Regions from separate parts of the Hordeum vulgare genome. Here region 2 is linked to region 1. The links are chromatin contacts, called in public Hi-C maps. All regions are on one chromosome and are shown on one strand. The core of a region is the stretch at or near the end of the contact, and the rest is flanking DNA. Distances in the headings are between cores, read along the strand shown.

Region 1 (6,650 bases), core at 2,383-4,882:
AGCAAGGGGGAGAAGTGACATATTGGAAGAAAACGGAGCCGAGAGGGCAGATTTAATGGTCTAAGGTGTTAGAGTCTAACCTGACTGCTATCCGGACTCCCGCAACATCCCCCTCCCTCCCCCCTCCACACTTTGTCTTCACTTTATGAGAGAAGGTGTGTTTGTATCGCCGAGCGGACCGATACACGTTCGGGTTGTATGGCTTCCGCGATTCAGACCACACGGTCCGAATGTATGCATGTGGTCTGAGGGTCGACTTTGGAGATGCCCTTGTGCATTGTATGAATGGCAAAACTCTAGGCATAGGATTTGACGAACAATCCTTGAATACACATCATAGCGACGACGACAAGCAAATCAAAAAATGTGTTGCTTATCATAAAAACCAAATATATGTAATAGACATCCATTACTAAAGACGTTAAAGCGATATAGATGGTGCATCTAGGCACCAAGTACTTAGAAGAGCAAGTGACTTTATTTTTTTCTAGAAAATCTAACCACCAAATAGTTCGATCCATGTTCTTAAACTAAAGTTTTTTAAGTGAAACAAGCTACGAAGATTAAAAAATACAATTGCTAGGGAAAACGACAACTTTTACTCTTGTAGTTCTGTTTTAGTCGGTACATATTTACACGGTATACTAACATCGTAATGTCTAAATAGCATGCCGTATTATGTATTATGATATTGCAAAACCCTATACCAAGAATATGACGCACAATTCTTAAGTAGACACTGAAGTGAGGACGATCTTCTTTCATATTGTAGGCAAATCGAGAAAGTCTTGATCAAACTACTGATCCCTTTTTGTGGTTGCTACTCCCTGTGTAAGAGATACAAAACCTTTTTTTATGTAGTTGGCTAAAAAAAAGTCCTATATTTTTGTTACAAAGGGAGTTTTTTTTGTTTGCCGATCAAACTACTGATCCCTTTTTGTGGTTGCTACTCCCTGTGTAAGAAACACAAAAACTTTTTTTATGTAGTTGGCTACAAAAAAAGTCCCATATTTTTGTTACAAAGGGAGCTTTTTTGTTTGCCAAATATGTTGCATGTCATCTATAAAAATCAAATATGCACAACAAGCAACCGCTATAGAAGACAATGTTGACATAATGTAGAAGGCGCATGGGTTGTCGTGTTGCTGCCCTCTCTCTACCTCTCTCTATATATAGGAGGAAGGGAGGAGGGGAGGGCACCCTAGCGTTACCCCTAGGGGCCGGCGGCCAAGGGGTGTGGTGGTGGCGGCTAGGGTTGGGGTGGCCCCTCCCACTAGGGTGCTTTGCCACCCAAGTTGGGCTCGTGGGCGCCCTAGGGTGAGGACCCCTCCCTTTGGTGAAAGTGGGCCGAGGTGCGGGGTGGCTCCCAGCCCTCTGGTGGGCTGCGGTGCCCACTCCCCTTGGCCCATGAGGCTCCCAACAATTGTCGGGGGCTCCTGAAACTCCTTTCGGTATTCCGTCACTTCCTTGGTGTGTTCCGGAACACTTCTGGACTTCGATGAACTTCATCCTATATATCAGTCTTCACATTCGGAGCATTCTGGAGTCCCTCATCACGTCCGGGATCTCATCCGGGACTCCGAGCAACCTTCGGTCACCAACATAATGACTTGACTATGCTCATATCGTCACCGAACCTTAGGTGTGTAGACCCTGCGGGTTCGAGAACTATGTAGACATGACCGAGACACTCTCCGATCAATAACCAATAGCGGGACCTGGATGCCCATATTGGTTCCCACATATTCTACAAAGATCTTTATCGATCGAACCTCGACGTCAAGGATTCAGTTAATCCCGTATGTAGTTCCCTTTGTTTATTGGTATGTTACTTGCCCGAGATTTGATCGTCGGTATTTCCATACCTAGTTTAATCTCATTACCGACAAGTCTCTTTACTCGTTCCATATTACAAGATCACGTGGCTAACTCTTTAGTCACGTTGCTTGCAAGCTTGTTGTGATGTTGTATTACCGAGTGGGCCCTGAGATACCTCTCCGACACATGGAGTAATAAATCCTAGTCTTGATCCATGCCAACTCAACTGACACCCTCGTAGATACCTGTAGAGCACCTTTATAGTCACCCAATTACATTGCGACATTTGATACACACAAGACACTCCTCCGATGTCAGTGAGTTACATGATCTCCTGGTCATAGGAACAAATACTTGACATGCAGAAAACAATAGCAATAAACTGACACGATGACATGCTATGTTCATTGTTTGGGTCTTGTCCATCACATCATTCTCCTAATGACGTGATCCGGTTATCAAATGACATCTCATGTCTATGGCCGGGAAACTTTGACCATCTTTGATCAACGAGCTAGTCCATTAGAGGCTCACTAGGAACACGGTATTGTCTATGTACCCACACATGTATTTGAGTTTTCAATCAATACAATTCTAGCATGGATAATAAACGATTATCATGAAAAAGGAATATAATAATAACCACTTTATTATTGCTTCTATGGCATATTTCCAACAGCAACAACCTCCTAAGGATTCTGGGGGCGGAGGAGAATGCACACCAAGACTTCGATACGCACATGTAGCGGCACAACGACCTGTACGACACCCGTGGCATGATCATCTTCGCGAGGAGGTCAACGGGGTGGCTTGCCGCCAGCTGCTGCTTCTTTTGCCTCCTCCTCCTCTTGGGCACCCTGCATCTATTCTACCGCCACATGTACCAGAAGGAGCTCCTCCCGGTTGTGAGGCATGGTGAGCCCGCTGCCAAGAATGTGTAAGGGTGGGCCAGCTACCTCCTCACCGCCGACGTGCCATGCACCTTCTCCATCCCCTCGGTAGACTTGTTGGGTGCCTCCATTAGGGTTGACGAGGCACCGTGAGAGTGATGGGTAAAAGGGATACGCGGGCCTCAGCTAGTGGCCGGCCTAATTTACCAGATTGCAACAATTTTTTCACGGGAGTAGCTGCCCTTTAGGACAGTCAACCTACTAAGCAGTAAAACATGGAGTAACAACACAATTCAACGACCAAAAATAGCCCTGGCGTGTGATGTGATAGCGTGAAAAGAAGAGGGCGTGAGAGGGTTGGGATTTGGCTCGGTTATATTGTCCTAAATAGCCGATAGTTTATGTTGCTCGCACCTAACTTACCTGGTTATGTGGCCGTTGTTGTATCGGTTTTTGTCCGGTTTTCGCAATTAACTACGTAATTCTGTTCTGCTTATTTAATAGATGAGACAATTTTTACCTCTCTTTAAAAAAAACAACTCGCACTACATAATACTCCCTTCCTTTTTAAATACAATAAGTTTTTGAAAAGTTTTACTATGAACTACATACGGACGTATATAAACATATTTTAAAGTATACATTCTTTTATTGTGCTATGTACGCAGTTTTTAATAAAATATGTAAAAGACTTGTATTTAGAAACGGAGAGAGTAATTCAAAGACGAGAAAAATGAAATAACATGGTCTTTTTTTTTTAAAGAGAGAAGGGGGGGGGGGGGGGGGGGGGGGAGTAGCCCTCTTGGCCCCAACGGTTAGTAAAACTTGACACTCACACTGGACTGTCGTCCCCGCTAACACCCACCAAATCCGGCCCCAAGTACGCAAGGAAAGAATCCCTCCCCCGCTCCCCTCCCCTCCCCGTCGCAGCAATAAACGCCGCCGTACATTGCCATCCGCTACCACCAGCCGCGCGGTAGAAACAAATCAAATCCACGACAGCCACCCCTCTCTCCCAACCGTAGGGCAAAGCCAGAGCAGCAGCAGCAGAGGGCACGGGCCGCTCGCCACAGCCCACAGTTCTTGCTCCCGCGGGCGGTTCCTCCCCCGGATCTGAGGCGCCGCGCTCGCCGGATCGCCGCCCGGTTCCAGGCAGGGGCTGAGTTCCCGCCCGTGCTCCACGGCGGGGGCCTGTCCGAGCCGCCAGCATCTCGTGCCACCACTCCCCCGCAGCTACACTTTCCCTTCTCCTCTCCACCATCTTGTACTACCTTTCTTTCCTCTTGCCCCTGGCCTACCCTATAGGCTCCACTCCGACCCAATGCGGGTCTAGAGTCTCCCCCGCAGTGCGCCGCCGCTGTGCCCTAAGGCTTCCTTCCTTCCGCCTCGCCGTCCCGCTGTTCTGCCTCGTCGCTGCACAGCCGCCCTGCCGTGCTGCCTCCACTCCACTGCACTGCGCCCTCGATCTTGTGCGTCGGTTTTTGAGGTATGAGCTTTTTATTCTTGCCAAATGTGATTTTACTTGCTTAAACCCAACCTAATCCGCGCAAATTCTGGGCGCGTACCCGGCACACCACCTAGATCCGGCCCTAATTTGGCAAGGGCGTAATCTCCGGCGTGGTTTCTGAAAAATCCCTTCAAAAGTTTCTAGATTTGGTCGTGATTTTCTTGCAAGTCCATACCGGGGGTAGGGTTTTCAGCAGTTGAACGACCATTCGTTCTAGCAGTTCCCCTGCGGTGTTTTGGCGTAAGTTCTTTGCGTTTTTTTTTTTGATTTATCACCCGTATGCTCCAGTTTCAAGAACATATCTTGGGTATTTTAGGGTAAAATAACGCAATCATTTCCCGCGGGGTTACGTTTGCTTGTTTGACTGGATGTCGAATGCACAAATTTCGTGTTGGTGGCATGTTGTCTTCCGAAGGTAGGTGTCAAGGGCCCAACGGTGCAGTTGGAGGTGATCACGGCTCATGAATTCATTTGCTGCGATGGAAATTATTGGTTCCAAAATAGTGGACTTGGGGGATAACCACTTTCAGCACAGGATGATTGGTGATATTGTGTTTAAGTTTTTAGCCTTAGTTTTTTACTAGTAGATAGAATCTGATTCTTCCTTGCTACTAGGAGTAGATAGACCTGTTCTTGTCAGAGATGCCACTAGGTGCAGGGTGGTCAGCCGTGTTTAGAGATTTTCCAGTGACCTAGCTCCGAATATCTGATCCTGAATTTTCTGAAAAACCACCAGATAATTCTAAAAAACAGTAGGTGACTCTTGTTAGTATCTTCTTGACTGCCTAAATGAAGCTTCAGGTATATCTTTCTACTTGTGCTTATGGCTGGTTTGGTTTTGCAGGAATTGTAGTTTAATGAATTAGGCACACAATATACTATGGCAACAGAGGTCAATCAAAACTGTTTTGCATGGCCGCATGAGGAATCATCTGGACAGGATAGTTCTCAGGTAATATCACTTCCATAGTATCATGGTATGTATAATTGCAGACAAAGAATTTACTTGGAGTATAATAAAAGGGCCAATTTCCATGGTAATTATGACTTGTATTTTTGTATTATGTTACGTAGGCCTGCCCGGTAAGAACCTTCATTTTTTATCAATTATCAATATATATTATGATGCTCAGTCAAAGTAAAGATTGATAGTAGATCTATGAACTGGCAAGTGCCTATCTACCTGATGCAACTAAAATTGCTAGAAAATCCATGCTAACTACTACTCCCTCCGTATCATAACATATGACGTTTTAGCAGTTCATTTGAGCTGCTAAAACGTCATATATTATGATACAGAGGTAGTAGAAGACATCTCTGTAAATAGTTAGTAGTCTGAACCAGGGTTTTTAATAGCTAACAGTTTCCATTTGTAAGTGAAGAATCAATACTTTGTCAATAATCTCACTCTTCTTTTATCTTGTTACTTCTGCCCTTAGGGAACAACACAAGTGTTTGACCATGGTTCCATATCTTTTGGAAGATTTGATTTGGAATCGCTAGCATGGGAAAAGTGGTCTGTTTTTACCAATGACAGACGCACTGAGGAGTTTGTTAAATTCAATGGATTAGTTGCTAAGAAGAAGGCATACTTTGAAGAATACTTTAAGAGGATTAGGGAGCTAAAGGCTTTAGAACAACAAAATCAACAAACTGAACTGAATCTAGAGTACAGTGGCGATGGTAGTGATTCTAGTCAGACAGGAGAAGATGAACCAGTTGCAAAGCATGCATCTCCTGCTGGATCTGGAACTCATGTTGATGATTCCATGGGACAAATAGCAGCCAAGACCACACCTGAGCATCGACTGGGATGCTACAAGGATCACAATGAGAGCTTAAGTAATGGAATTTCCACAATGACTCATTCTGTATCAGTTGGAGGCTTGCAGATAATTGGCGAAGAAACCGGAGAAAATGCAAGCAATGATAAGCAAAATGCTAAATGCAGTGAAGATGATCTGGTGACGCCCAAGGAAGCTACGATGACCCCTAAGAGGATTATTGAGAAACACTCCCGGATTAGTCAAGCTTCAAAAATTATTCCGAAGACGGTCAAGCTGACTTCTAGTTGTAATCCTGATCACACATTTGTCAGTAAGGTAAACTTTTTCATTGTGGTCTGGTGTTTATCTTGTTAGAACATTGAATTATTGCTGCTGTTGTTTTCTGATAACTAGCATAGTGGCCTGGACCCCATAATGATGACCAACTGCTCAATCATGCTAGGCACAAAATAAATACCTGCATTTATGATAGGTCACAGAAGAGGAACAATTTCCTTAAACTAATAATTTGGTTTTCATGAACAATTTTCAGGGTCCTGAATCAGCCAAGCCCATTGTGATAAATCAGAAAACCAAACCTGGAAATATTCAATCATCTCGGAACCCAAAAGCAGCAACCTCCAATGTGATTGGCACCACGGGAAGAAG
Region 2 (6,650 bases), core at 2,824-5,323, 180 kb before region 1:
GGGGAGGGGCTAGCCTTGAGGCTCAAGGGAGCCTCAAGGGCGCTGGCCAAGGAGGAGGAGGTGGACTCCCACCCCAATTCGGTTTGGGGGAAGGAGTCCACTCCTTCCTTCCCACCTCCCTCTTTCCTTGTTTTTCTTTTTTCCTTTGGTATTTTTCTCTTGTGGCGCCATAGCCCTCTTGGGCTGGCCTCACCAGCTCACTAAGGGCTGGTGCGCCACCCTAGTGCTACTGGGCTCACTTCCGGGTGGGTGAGCCCCTCCCGGAGAATACCCAGAACCCATCTGTCACTCCCGGTACACTGCCGGTAATGCCCGAAATCTTTCCGATGACCAAATGAAACCATCCTATATATCAATCATCGTTTCCGGACCATTCAGGAAACCCTCGTGATGTCTGTGATCTCATTCGAGACTCCGAACAACCTTCGGTCACCTACACATATAACTCAACTATACTAAAATATCATCGAACCTTAGGTGTGCAGACCCTGCGGGTTCGAGAACTATGTAGACATGACCCGAGACACTCCTCGGTCAATATCCAATAGCGGGACCTAGATGTCCATATTGGATCCTACATATTCTACGAAGATCTTATCGGTTGAACCTGTGTGCCAAGGATTCATATAATCCCGTATATCATTCCCTTTGTCCTTCGGTATGTTACTTGCCCGAGATTTGATCGTTAGTATCCCTATACCTATTTCAATCTCGTTACCGGCAAGTCTCTTTACTCGTTCCGTAATACAAGATCCCGTGACTTACACTTGAGTCACATTGCTTGCAAGGCTTGTATGTGATGTTGTATCACCGAGTGGGCCCCGAGATACCTCTCCGTCACACGGAGTGACAAATCCCAGTCTTGATCCATGCTAACTCAACGGACCCCTTCGGAGATACCTGTAGAGCATCTTTATAATCACCCAGCAACATCGTGACGTTTGATACACACAAGGTATTCCTCCGGTGTTAGTGAGTTACATGATCTCATGGTCATAGGAATGAATACTTGACACGCAGAAAACAATAGCAACAAAATGACACGATCACATGCTACGTTTATAATTTGGGTCTTGTCACCGCGCATGGTGCACCGTAACCCACCGTACGCTCGGATTGAAAAAGGCCGACCGTGGTCGCTGACGTGTGGGCCCGAGGATGGTGGCCGTCATAAATTATGTTGTCCGCGGTGGTTGGGGCGGACAACGAAAGGGCGCACGCACGTCCGCGCCGACGCATTTCAGTTCCAAATTTGAACCGAAAATGGGTCGGCACGGACGCGAAGCAGACGCGTTTTGACCATAGATCTGTTGGGCCATCATTTTTGTCCGCACCGGCCCAAACGAACGGCGACGGACGAAATGGGTCGCCCCATTGAAGTTGTTCTTATTTCCGCAGCCTGTTCCGGCTATCCATAGACTCATACGAGCCTTTCCCCGAGCCCCTAAAAATATACTGGTGCTCCCTAACCTTTCCATTGCTTGGATCGCTGTCGGAATCACCGAGTTCGTTGACGGCCGAAGCTCACCGCTGCAGGAGTGCTTACGTCCTTCACCATCCAACCACCTCCTAGTGAGATACGGGTACAGGCATGCTTGTCCTTCACCATCCATCCTCCGTCATCTCCCAACTCCGTCGCGGTCTTTACGTCGGCCAGTCGTCATTGGTGAGTCGTCGTTCTCGGTTTCCCTCCTTCTCTCCTTAAATCTGACAGGATGTCCCTACCCGCCAGCCTCTCAGCCTCCTCCCGAAGCATTTTCTAGTGGAGACGTATGTGCAAAATACGCGTTCGACATGGCCTCTCGAGTTATTTTCTGAAATTCTATTCAGATTCATTTTAAGTCCAGTTTGACCAGAACTTTGACCGTCCATTTCTCCTAATTTAGAAGTTCAAATGAGCTGATTCATTTTGATGTATTTTTCTTTTGAGCTCCTTTTTTCTGGTAGAATTTGGCATTTTTGCATGTTATCTAGAATCCGTGCACAGAGAAATTGCTTTATGTGGTATTTGCATCTTTATGTGGTATTTGCATCTGCTTGTTATTAATGTTTTTCCATAGGTTTAGTTGTGTGTGAAGATCATGAGTATTTCAGCACTCCCTTGGATTAAGGCAAGCCACAATCCTCCATTTGCATGATTGAATGCAATGCCATAGTTAAATTAATAATTTTGCCCTAGTCTTAATTATTTAGAAATGGTTTATTAATGACATTCTTTGAGGGATTACTTGGTTAGGCCATTGCCATGATTATGATTGGATTCATATGTGTAGTATCTTGCAAGTTTGAGGATGCCGTGTTAACATGGGATTAGTAGGATCAATAGTTATGTTTTCATTATGATCATGAGATACCTTGAGAATATTTGGAATTATATTTGCGGAATAGTAGGACTGACATGATGATATTATTTGTTGGATTGTTAGCTTGATATTTCCATGTTACCACTGGATTAGTGAAGTCAGTAGATATATTTTCTTATGATCAAATATATTATTGTTTATGGAATACGTGGAAATGGTATGGCTATAGTACTCTTTCGATTTTTGGTGGAATATTTTCATGAATTGGATCACATGTTGATAAGTGGTATTTGAGTAATAGTTATGGCAGGGTTATACCTTGGGGATAAATTCCGTTTGGTCAGGTGCCACTAAACCGGACTACTTAGTGCAGCCACATATGTCTTTTATGAGGATGACTCACTTTGTTTGTGGATGTGCTAATTCTTCCTTATGATCCTAGTAGTGTTATCACTAGAGTTTTCCTGGTAGATTCAAAGGTGCGATTGTTGTAGGAGTGCAAATGTCAGAATAATGCATGTTTCAAGAATGTTTATCCTTATGATCCTAGTAGTGTTATCGCTAGAGTTGTCGACTGGGTTTTGGAATGGGTTGCAGAGACGAGCACTACGGGACACATAAGTCAGAGGTGCAAAATTGTACTTGCAGGTGGCTTCTCAAACATATAGCGGAAAGATAGATTGGTGTTGATGGTGCTTAGGATCCCCGGTTGATGCTCTTGGATATTGCTAAAAGAATTATTGGCGGTGCTAGTAGATTTTTATGGTTGTACTCTAGTATTTTTACATGTGATTGTGTTGCTGGCTGCAATGATAGAACGATCGAGTCTATCTAACTTGGGAATTTGGGAAGCAAGTCCACGCGTTGTATTTTCTGGTAAAGTAAAAAACGAAAGATCAACCACTGTAATTAAACATGGGAATGGTTATTAAAAAAGCGGGTGTAACGGTTCGGTTATTAGTTCAGGTTTGATTGGTTAAGGTTTTATTGGGTGAGCTTTTTTAGTTTGATTTTGGTTTGGGTATGTAGAGAAACCAGTTTGGGTGTAGTTGGTTATGGGTTTAAACAGTTTGGTTATAAACGGTTATAAACTATGGGTCCAAAGCGGTTTATAGACATTGGTTATGTGCAATAATACCAACGATGATCGAGAACGAATATCTTTAATCCGCATGCATGTTGTAATGCACTGTGTAATTATGTATTATAGAGAAATATCACATGAAAATCGAAAGTGTTTGCTTGTGCTTCGACTAAGTAGTTTTGTTTTAATACACTTGTTAGTGAGCTATTGAGACGTGGGCATTTTTTTGTCCTTTGTTGTGTGTTGAATGTATCTGAAGGATAACTTTGTTCACAAACTGTTGTAGATGCACTTATGCCTTTTTATCTCATTTGCTTGTTAATTTGTCAATTTATGCAATTGTATGTATATTAAAACAAAGACATAGTTATGTACGGGTTTTAAACCCACGGTTATGTATTGGGTTTAAGTTGGTTTGGGTTAAAAAATAATGGGTTTAGTTTTGATTGAGCTGAAAATAACATTAAATGGGTATGGTTTAAATATGGTTTTGAAAGATAAATGTATGGATATGATTTAAGTATGAAATCATTTTCAAGTTTAACTGTAATACACCATGGATGTGTAGCCTTGCAGACTTGCACCCAGGCCAGATAAAAGATCTTTTCGGAAGATGAAAGTCGCTTTCCACGCTTATGAAATCCGCCTTCAGAACCGAGAAACACCCATTCACTCCACTCGATCAGCCTCGCGCTCGTGCGGCTCCACACTACTCCGCACCTCCACCCCGACCCCGGCGGCGGCACCGTCCCCTCCCACCGACATGTGGGCCCTCAACCTGAAGGCCGGCGGGCCGTGCCTCACGCCGGTTCGCTCCGCCCCCGCCGCTCGGGCCGGGAAGCCCTTCGCCGCTGCCGCCGGCAAGGCGGGCCCGTGGTCCGCGTGGCGGAGGCGTGGCCCGGCGGTGAGGCCGCTCGTGGCGGTGCGCGCGTCGGGGCGGAGAGGCAAGGGCGGGGCCGGCGGTGGCGGCGGCGACGACGAGGAGGCCGAGAGCAAGGCATCCCCTTTCGGTGAGGCCCTCTCCATCTGTTGCTTCCCGATGCGAGCTGGTGCACAAAGTAGAACCGGAAATTGTGTGGCCTTTGTTGTGCGATTGGACTTGGAAAAGCTTTTCCTTATGGTCTGATGCCGTCGGGGGATTGAAGGCGACCGTAGTACAATCGGTGCCATTTTTGCAGATTGCTGCTGATTCCGGGGAAGGTTAGCCGACGAGTGAAAGCTGGGGATTCGGGTCTAGTTAGTAAAATTTGAAGAGTAGCTCTGCCTGACCCGTGTGCAATGGAACTGTTCCTGATGCTATTGGCTTCAGATGGAAATTCGGAGAATCGGTGTTGATTCTGGTGTAACTGGTGGATGAACCTTGGAACCATTGTGCACCCTAGGCCCAGGCATGGTTTCGTGTTTAGAGTTGTTGATGAATTGATCTACATATTGAATTGTGAGGTGTGGTACTATTGTCTGTATGGATTTTCCCCCAATTGCAGAGTTCCACTGTCCATATTCTTTGATAGCTTGGCTACTTGAAGTCAACACAAAGAAAAACACCATCAGGTGCTGAGCTTTTCAAGTGAAAGTAGTGGATGGGGAAACTTTAGGTTCTCCAGTATTGGCTATATTAAATTAGAGTTCATTCATGGTGCGGTGTTTTTACGTGTTGTTGCGAAAGTGTCAACCAGAATGATGGCTTGGCCTCATTTGCGTCGCCTCTTCATGCAGGAAGTGGTGATGCATCTGTTCCAACAGGAGATAGCTCTGGCGGATTGAACAAACCACCTGATGAATCAAAATCCACCGAGCCAATTAATATTTCAAACAGCAATTACTGGAGAGACGTCAGAGCAAACCTTGTGCGTCGGGAACAGGTGAGGGTGGCACATTCGTAGTGACAATCCATAGAGCTCATAAATTTTCTTTAGGTTCTAATAAACCACAAATTGCATGTATTTAGGCAATCTGGACATTTATGATCACTTGCTGACATTACTCATTTTCTGCCAAGAAAATTAGGAACAGTGCATTGATCTTAGCTACTTTCACTGGTTGTATAATGTATTTTTTGTCTATATTGATACCGACATCTGTTATGGATGATATTGATGAAACGGTGCTGTACTAGTATACTCTGAAGAAGATGTAAATGCACAATGTCTTCAATTAGGTGTTGCATTAAAACATGACTTATTCTAGAAACTTATGCTTTCCGTTATTACTTGATATAGTGGTTCTCAAATGTAAGGTTCCAAAAAGGTATCCGTGCGAAAAGTTTTAGAAGAATTACGCAAATGGATCTTCTCTGGTAACTTATGCAGTACTATGTTGGATCAAGATTTTGTCAGATAAGCTGTTATTTCTCAAACCTTGTTACATTTACTTTAAATACCTTTTAAGAGAATTTCAAATTGTTATTAGCACAGAGCTAAAATTCTTGAAAAGAAAAGAGAAGCAAAGCAAGTATCTTCTAACCAACTTGGGTTATACATATCATATCTGTTTTTTTTTCTGCTTTACTATTTAAATCCTTGGATCAGGAGCTATTGGTAGATCCAAGTGTTCCTGCAGAGTCAAAGGCGTCCTCCGGAGAAGTACTACACCAGCTTCCTCAAAAGTGGGCTCACCCTATAACAATGCCGGAGGCAGGGTGCGTCTTGGTAGCTACTGAGGTGCTCGATGACGACAGCGTCTTTGAAAGAACTGTTATTCTCCTGCTCAGACTTGGGTCGAGAGGTACCTTTGATGGCCCATTTGGGGTCATCCTAAACCGCCCACTTTACACGAAGATTAAGAATGTGAATCCATCATCATTCCAAGACCAAACAACCCCTTTCGGCGACTGCGCCCTCTTCTTCGGAGGCCCTGTGGACATGAGCATGTTCTTAGTACGTACTAAAGACAGCTCACGCCTGAAGGGGTTTGAGGAGGTGATTCCAGGTATCTGCTTCGGCTTTCGGACGGAGCTGGAGAAGGCCGGTGTTCTGATGAAGAGTGGTGCGATCAAGACCGAGGACCTGAGATTCTTCGTGGGGCATGCAGCCTGGGACTACGAGCAGCTGTTAAGCGAGATCAGGGCTGGATACTGGGCTGTTGCTTCCTGTAGCACGGAGCTGATCAGCGACGCGGTGTCGAGTGATCCTTCCTGCCTCTGGACCGAGATACTGCAGCTGATGGGAGGGCATTACTCGGAGCTCAGCCAGAAACCGAAGCAAGACAGCTCGTAGGAGTTGCCCCGCACGCACAATTGCGCCACGGCTATTGTTGTTGCCAAT

Evidence for each region. A called contact is a pair of places that touch in the nucleus more often than the background predicts.
Region 2: a contact with region 1 is called in a Hi-C map of seedling, with 2.2 times the contacts expected there. The contact joins the promoter of LOC123442726 here to the promoter of LOC123442719 in region 1. A contact is called at or near these places in 2 of 6 Hi-C or Micro-C datasets (leaf and seedling) and 1 of 1 datasets of contacts at active chromatin or transcription factors (embryo).

The regions. Positions count from the first base shown.
Region 1 is chr1H:428,489,739-428,496,388 of MorexV3_pseudomolecules_assembly, reverse strand. It overlaps LOC123442719 (protein WVD2-like 7), which reads left to right and starts at 3,632. Exons shown (of 10, transcript XM_045118843.1): 1 at 3,632-4,194; 2 at 5,060-5,167; 3 at 5,655-6,317; 4 at 6,535-6,650. The coding sequence starts at 5,096.
Region 2 is chr1H:428,674,615-428,681,264 of MorexV3_pseudomolecules_assembly, reverse strand. It overlaps LOC123442726, which reads left to right and starts at 4,073. Exons shown (of 3, transcript XM_045118856.1): 1 at 4,073-4,397; 2 at 5,104-5,249; 3 at 5,916-6,650. The coding sequence starts at 4,151. The coding sequence ends at 6,602.